Regions from separate parts of the Arabidopsis thaliana genome. Here all the other regions are linked to region 2. A link is a contact called in public capture Hi-C data. All regions are on one chromosome and are shown on one strand. The core of a region is the stretch at or near the end of the contact, and the rest is flanking DNA. Distances in the headings are between cores, read along the strand shown.

Region 1 (2,700 bases), core at 30-2,529, 970 kb before region 2:
GAATTTGGCCCAACTTAACAACACTCGTGTCCAGCGGAAAAACAGTTTGACCCACAATCTTGGTTCGGTCCGAAGAGAAGGGCAAAAAGTAACCATGTAAAAGGAGACAAAATGAACCCTATGTTAAGCTCATAGCCTATATATAAGTAGCCAAAAATATTATTTGTAACAATATCAGACCATAAGTACCGAAAGAATTAAAGAGAGAATTGCTGCCTAGCCTAGACTATAGTTTTTTTTTTTTTTTCCGGTACTGCATGTTGTTTTGCTGATCGGTAGATTTTTTTTTTTTACTCTTTTCGGTTATTCAATTCCAACTTAAACCAGATCCCATTGAACAAACACAAGAGTAAACCGAAATCTCCAAAAAGGGATTATAACCCGGAATTGCACAAGAGGAAAAATATGGAATCACTATACTGTACATTTAACCTCCTCGGCTCTGGTCAACAAAATGAACCATATACCGGCCCAGTAGATTCGGCCCACACAGATACATGTTTTCATTTACTCCAAAGTTCAAAGGCAACCCGCACCAATACATATGTATTGATGCATTGTGCATGTATAATATCCCAAATTTTACTCCAAAGCAACATACATTTTGTCAAACATAAATCACTTCTATTATATTTGCATCAATAGAGCAAGACTTATAGTTTAGTAATTTGTATAGCAACGTCGTTTAGACACACGGAAATATCGAACTGGTAGCAAGAGAAGATATCATTTGAGATTTCGTAGATTATGTGTTAGGTAGGTAGGGTAAGACATAAGTCAAAGAACTACCATATCATATTATATGTGTAAGTTCGTGTAGTGAATTATGGCCCAAGTGAATTATTACATATAGCTATGCTTGTCCAGAGAAAATTAAAACAGTATATAACATGGGTCTACATGTCCAAAGAAAATTATTACTGTATATAATATGGCTCTTTTCTCCATAACAAACTATTACAGATTAAACTATATCACCATACGTTATATCCCTCTGATACTAATAGTTTGATGTTTTGTGGTTTTCACACATATTAAGAATTCAATCATTGTTTAATCAATTTAACTTTGTTTTTCATGTTAAATATTTTTAGTAATTATCAACCAGTAGTTGTGTAAGAAAGTTCATGATTTCTAATAATTGTATCTTGAAGTTTACAATTTACAAATATAAATCAATAAAAATAAAGAAAAATAGAAGAAAATCAATCTTTGTAGAACAAAGGAAATATAAATATTAGTTTCCTAATTATTCTTTTCGTCGAATGGTTTAATAGAGGTCGCTTCTTTGATTTCTACTTAAACGTCTATTTCTCACGTGCAAAAAGAATATATATTAATTTAATACCATCAAGGCATTTTTTTGCCTATAAAAATTTGAAGTTAAACATAAACCAAATCCATTAAAGCAAACAATAATACCTCACAAAGAACAATATGGCTCCACTTCACTTCACCATTCTCATCCTTTTCTCTTTCGTTATCGTAGTCTCATCCTCAAGCTTTACTCCACCGCGTCACCCATTTGATCCCTTAACCGAGACCGAACTCAAACTCGTCCGAACCATCATCAACAAGTCGTACCCCGTTGGTCCGAATCATAAGTTCACTTTCCAATACGTTGGTCTCAACGAACCCAACAAGTCTCTAGTCTTGTCTTGGTACTCATCACCGAATCATACCATCAAACCACCACCACGCCAAGCGTTCGTCATTGCTCGAGACAACGGAAAGACCAGAGAGATAGTCCTTGACTTTTCCTCTCGTGCCATCGTCTCGGACAAAATTCACGTAGGAAATGGTTACCCTATGCTCTCAAACGACGAGCAAGAAGCATCCACCGAGCTTGTTGTCAAGTTCAAGCCGTTTATTGACTCGGTCGCGAAACGTGGCTTAAACGTTTCGGAGATCGTGTTCACGACGTCAACGATTGGATGGTACGGTGAGACTAAGGCCGAGGCGGAGCGAGTTATTAGATTGATGCCGTTTTATCTTGACGGCACCGTTAATATGTATCTTAGACCTATTGAAGGAATGACGATAATCGTTAATCTTGATGAGATGAAGGTATCGGAGTTTAAGGACAGGTCAGTGGTTACTATGCCCATAGCTAACGGAACGGAGTACCGTATCTCGAAGCTTAACCCACCCTTTGGACCGACGCTTCATAACGCCGTCCTTTTGCAGCCGGATGGTCCGGGCTTCAAGGTCGATGGACACATCGTGAGGTAAATGATTAACAAACCCAAAAAATGACTAATATTTATGGCTATATCTCTTCCTTTGGCTCCATACGAATTATAGATCAGATTTTGCAGACAACATGCTATGCATGCTATATATGGAAATTATATTTTTAAAGTTTATCAGTGGCAAATAGCCAAATGGCATTTTTTCCTTTGGCTCCTTACGCATTATAGATCAGATTTTGCAGACAGCAATTATGCATGCTATATATAGAAATTATATTTTAAAAGTTTGTCAGTGCAAATGGCCGAATAGTAGTAACAGTGGTTTGTGTCTTTGTGAGGTAAAATGATTAACAATTATAGGTTGCTAAAGTAATGATTTGCTATGGATTTCTTATTGAATCATGAATCAAGGTTTAACATGCTTATATAGAGAGAGATAGAACTAAAGAATTGGAAAAGATAATGATAATGGAAACTAAACATATCTCTCATATTATGAGAATATTCT
Region 2 (2,700 bases), core at 2-2,501:
ACTCTGGGAGGTAACTCGGATCATGAGAGGGATCATAATGAGTAAGATAGAGAACGTACAAAAAGGACTACGAGAGGTCTCACACATCCTTTTATTTTCAGGTGTAGAGTCGAGAGTGTTGAGTTTGTTAGGTCTTGGAGACCAACAACTTGGTCATTTCTTGGTCCACAAGCAACCAAGCTCTCCTCCTCAACTTCTTGATATTTAGAGTACCGAACTAGAGGGTCGGGTCATCCTATAGGTGTAAGGGCTATAATTGTGAACCGTGTGCTACTGGTTGTGGTGATGGGACTGAACATCGATGGTTGACATGCTTCGCCAAGATGGAACGTCATATTTTGGTGGAGTAACATGCGAAATTTGTGGCTGGCACAATTGTTGGGTACAGAATGCCTTTTTGGTCTTGCTTTGTCTCAGGTTGCGCCTAAGTTGATAGCTGGCCCGGTTCAAAACATCATCCTCTTGTCTCCCGGGATTCTATTCTATGGGAACTTACACCGTCCAATTCATGATGAAGATGATTCCAGATGACTCTCTTGAATCGTTTCATATGTGGCAAAGACACATGTCGGTTTCTTATATGGTAACGGAAAATCACCCAAAACAAAATATTAGTATAATACTAATATTAGTTTTCAGTGTCATTTCTTAACGGAAAATAAAATAAAATCATTCTTGCATTACCATCCACATGTTTTTGTTTACTCATGAATTTTTGAACTTTATCTCTCTAAATTATTAAATAATATTCATAAAACAATAGGATTTTAGTTTAAAAGACTTAAGTTTACAATTTCTTGAAAAGGTATTAGTTCACAAATTCACTCTAATTTAAGACTATTCTACTATTTGTTTTTTGGTTTTATTTATTCTACTAATTTTTCCTTGATGTTTTGCAGGGACGTTGTAGAGTTGACATTTAACTTAGACTAATCAAATGATATAATATAATTTTTACAAAACAAAAAAAAGGTTCTCGCGTTACTTCTTCAGCCGCAGGACAAGGTAGCTAGCACGATTAATCAAAAAAGATAGCTAGCTCAAATACAAATGTACTTGAAACCAAACTCGTCCTGTCCTTTCTTATTCGTTTACCGTTTCCGTTGTCTTATATTATATAATAACAAGCAAATTACACTATTACAATATCATAACAAACTCAAATGGCTAAGAAATAAAATAAATGTAGTTTCCACTGAAATCTACTAAATATCAATTTGCGTTTGTTGCACATATTATTTGGCAAGCCATCTCCTATTTAAACTTATATAAGATCATGTATTATCTTGTCCATTTATTCTCAGTTTTGTCCTTCTGTTTGTGGGCTCAACTTGATCTGTTTGGTAAGAAAAATATGAGTTTCCGTTGTGTGCTACTTATAGTTTTCAATATATCTTTCCATTAGTTGTATGTCTTCTCTCTTAAACAATCTTCAACTTGATCTCTTGTAATGAACGGAAGTTTTCTCAACTGTCTCCGTATGTCAAAAGGATAATTAGCTGTAAGTATGGATTATTAGCTCCAACCAAGGCTCAAAATTTTCACGATTTCTAAACACAATTACAAGCATCACCAAAACTTGTGATATGAAATAGCTCTACTCTTCTATATTTTGTAGGGAATTAAAATATTTTACTAATACAAAATTTGTTTTTTCTTTTTCAGATGGCTGAAGATCAGAACACAACTGACCGTTGGGAGTTGCCTTCAGCGTCAGAGCCCGTCAAAAACGTTGACCGTTGGGAGTTGCCTTCAGCGTCAGAGCCCGTCAAAAACGTAGTTCTGGTAGGCCGTACTGGGAATGGAAAAAGCGCCACTGGAAATTCCATCATCGGAAGAAAGGTTTTCGAGTCAAAATATCAAGCTGTTGGTGTTACCACAAGATGTAAGACATTTAGAGCTGTGACACCGGATGGCCCCATAATCAATGTGATTGACACTCCTGGTATGAGACCACTTGAAACATCGAATGGAATTTATTGCTTACTTGATCACATGAGTCTTGTGATTATACCTACACAAATAATAAATACTACACTATAGAATGAAAAAAAAAAACATCTATTTCGTTATTTTTGATCCTCTTAACTATGGTTGATTTAGTATCTTACTTCACACATTTTCTCTTAGCTTTGTCTCTTTAATGATTTTAATTATATTTTCTGATAAATTATACTTTAAAACTAATTGATGTCTTTTCAAAATGGTGGCTTTTGTAGTCTGAATTCTAATATAGGGTCGATTTTAGGTTAGCTTGGCCGTACTAATTTGGGAGCCGGTCGATTTCAAATAGGTGTTAAATTTTATTGGCTTTCAACACAAAACTAATTGATAATAAGTGAATTCATTCATATCCTTTTATATGCTAGTATATGTCATCTCTCATATCCCATATGGATATTCCTAGCAAAAGTGGTTTTACAAATAGCATAGCTTTACCGGCAATAGTTTAGATTTCTTTCCTGATCTCTCGGAAACTTAGAATCTTATCGTTACAGGGAAACAAAAGAACTCTGGAAAACCTGAAACCATGTTGACATGAGGTTGCAAAAGCTCTTTGTCGATTAACTGCAGTCAAACCTCTATAAATTAATACTAGATAAATTAATATACACGATAAATAAATAAATTTTGCTGGTCAAGTGTTTAATCAGTGTAAAAATTAACCAAAATCGATAAGCTAATAAAATAATAATTTGT
Region 3 (2,700 bases), core at 140-2,639, 600 kb before region 2:
ATATATCTCAATTTATACGCTACACATAATTTTATATACAAAATAATGTAAACATGTGTGTAGAAATATACAAATCATGTATTAAGCCATACTAATGATTTGAATCCATGAATTATATAGGGACCGGCACTGAATATACCTTATGCAAAGATGCTATGAGTTTGCATGTGGTATCTTTGAGAAAAGGACGTGAAGAACAAAATAAAATAAAATAAAAGATTCTATGTTTTAAGGTGTCGATCATATATTTTCCTCCGCTTTGGTTTATATTCTAGAGTTGATTTCTTAGCAAAACTATATATTTATTTCAATTTGATATATAGTTAAATTGTAATTTTGATTAGGGAAGAGAGACATACGAAGAATGACGATGCCAGCAACCCATTGGCCTGAGTTAGAACGAATAGAGGGACGACCATAGTAATCCACTGTCCCATCTCTTGTTTCTTCTTCTCCTTCTTTCTTCTTCATCGTCTGCATTTTCATTTAGTTAAATTTAATTAACTGATACACACACATCAATTTATCTATAAATATATAGAAAGATGCTTTATATGCCTAATTATCTACTAGTCTCTACAACCTTTTGTGCTCTTGATATGGAGAAGATTCATGAGTTCGATAGTTTTGTATTTTCCGGAACTTAACCAAAAACTAAAAACGTTTTTTTTTTTTAACTCTTACTTTTTGTATTGGCACGTAATTCTCGTTTCGTATACACAATTTTCAAGATCATTTGGAATCATTCTCAACTTTCAATGACAGCACTAAACGGAAAAATACTTACATCTATATATTTAAATTAAGAAGATTAGATATAATAGAGCTAATTAATTAAAAAGTATGGTGTATTAAAAAGAAATTTGAAGAAAAAGAAAAGATGTTGAGCTAAGTTTTTGCACATAAAGATCGTGACTTTCCATTGCACTAAGCATGTCCTTTTGATCATGCTCTTCTTGAGCCACCAAAAGCTTAGAAAGTTTTTACTATAACAATGAGTAACTTAAAAAGAAAATATTTCCTTTTGTAGTCACATATGAAATTCAAGAAACAAGAGCCTTAATCAGATAATCAAAATCTTATAAGGAAGAAAAGCAAAGGTCCATTACTTCAAACTCTGATTAATATATCAAAGAAAATAAAGAAACAATTGAAGGGACAAGCTTAAATATTACTTACGTCTTTGTTATAAATCTCTAGGCAAGACATTTTGCGATGATATATGATTATATGTATGTGAGTTTTGGCAAGAGAGTGATAACGAAATTTCTCTTTAGTTTTGGTGTTTTTTTTCTTTCTTCTTTTCGTAAGTGATATGAGAGAATTAAAACAAAGGACGAAGAAGGAAGAAGCAGAAAGCAAGTTCAAGCTTGGGTGTTGTAGAGAAGAGAATGTTGAGAATAAATAGAAGTTTGGAAGATGATTTGAACGGTTCTGATTTTACATGGGACACTCACATGCCCAATATCTATTTTTAATTGTTTTGTTTCTGAAAAAATACTTTAGCACGATGAAAAAAAAAGCTCAAAAGCACAATTTTAATTATTTAGGAAATCAATATTTGCATTTTCCACCCAATAATTTTGTTTTCTCTGGCGCTGAAAGGCTTCTTGTGCTTTCGAAACTTGGGGATGTGGCTGAGGCTGATGGTCGGAGGATATTTATTTATTTATTTTCGTAGCAAAACTTAAACGTTTGGTAGAAATAGATTTAATTAATGATTCTATAAATTTCACTACAACGGAAAATCCCAAAATATTTGTTGTTAGAAAAAAGAGGTACCACATTAAATTAAATAAGTACGTATAGACTGAAAAAATTGAAGGTTCGAATAATTTCTTATATCCAATTTAGATTTCAAATTCTAAAAGAAAAAAGAATATCTTTCTATTCCTGAAGTTACATTATATTTTATGTTGAACACTCGTGATCACACATGTATACTATTAATTGGGAAGCATTGTGTGAACTACAACATTGTAAGGGTAGTTTAAAACTAACTAAATGAATATTTTTGCATGGGTAATTTAGTAAATTAACAACTACTCCAACTAAATAAATATCTTCAATTTTTCTTTTTTAAAAAATGATTTAAATCAATAAATTAAGAAAATTTTTGGATTTTAGATTTGTAATTATCTAGAAAATGGTTTCAGTATATATTTAATATTTTAATTAGAATTTAAATGATATAAACGTTTAAAGTACTTTTTTTTTAAAACAAGTAATTTTCATTATTTTAAAAATATATCACTAAGCTAAATTTGAATTATATAAAAGAAAATATATTTTTAAACGTATTATAATAGTTACAAGCTTTTGAAATATTCATTATACTAGATTAAATTATTTATTTATTTTTAAATAGTAAAACAAAGTTTAAATACCAATATTTAAAAATTTTAATGCAAATATTCAAAATGAGAACCATCACTAATATGATTTTTTTGGCAGATCATTAATTGTATTCGAACAATAATGACTACCATATTTGCGATAATGTATAAGGATAAGTTTAATTTAAAAACATACCAAAATCGTTGAGATCTAATTTTAGCTTTAAAAAAAAATATTTTCGTTATCCTAAATTTAAAATATGTAATTCAGATTAGTTTTTTTCCAGTAAAGCTAAAATTGAATCCAAATTAAAATCTAATTTTATGTACAATCTATCTCTTATAAATGTTATGCATACATTCA

What was found. Capture Hi-C pulls out chosen DNA fragments and counts their contacts.
Region 1: a capture Hi-C map of seedling shows a contact between it and region 2, with 2.3 times the contacts expected there.
Region 3: a capture Hi-C map of seedling shows a contact between it and region 2, with 4 times the contacts expected there. A contact is called at or near these places in 1 of 26 Hi-C or Micro-C datasets (root) and 2 of 3 other capture datasets (root and seedling).

Annotation. Positions count from the first base shown.
Region 1 is chr1:11,348,418-11,351,117 of TAIR10.1, forward strand. AT1G31710 (Copper amine oxidase family protein) reads left to right here and starts at 1,280. Exons shown (of 5, transcript NM_102906.4): 1 at 1,280-2,228. The coding sequence starts at 1,438.
Region 2 is chr1:12,322,223-12,324,922 of TAIR10.1, forward strand. AT1G33930 (P-loop containing nucleoside triphosphate hydrolases superfamily protein) reads left to right here and starts at 1,252. Exons shown (of 6, transcript NM_001333072.1): 1 at 1,252-1,343; 2 at 1,666-1,945. The coding sequence starts at 1,666.
Region 3 is chr1:11,718,599-11,721,298 of TAIR10.1, forward strand. NRT1.5 (nitrate transporter 1.5) reads right to left here and starts at 1,390. Exons shown (of 6, transcript NM_102980.4): 1 at 1,180-1,390; 2 at 360-474. The coding sequence starts at 1,209.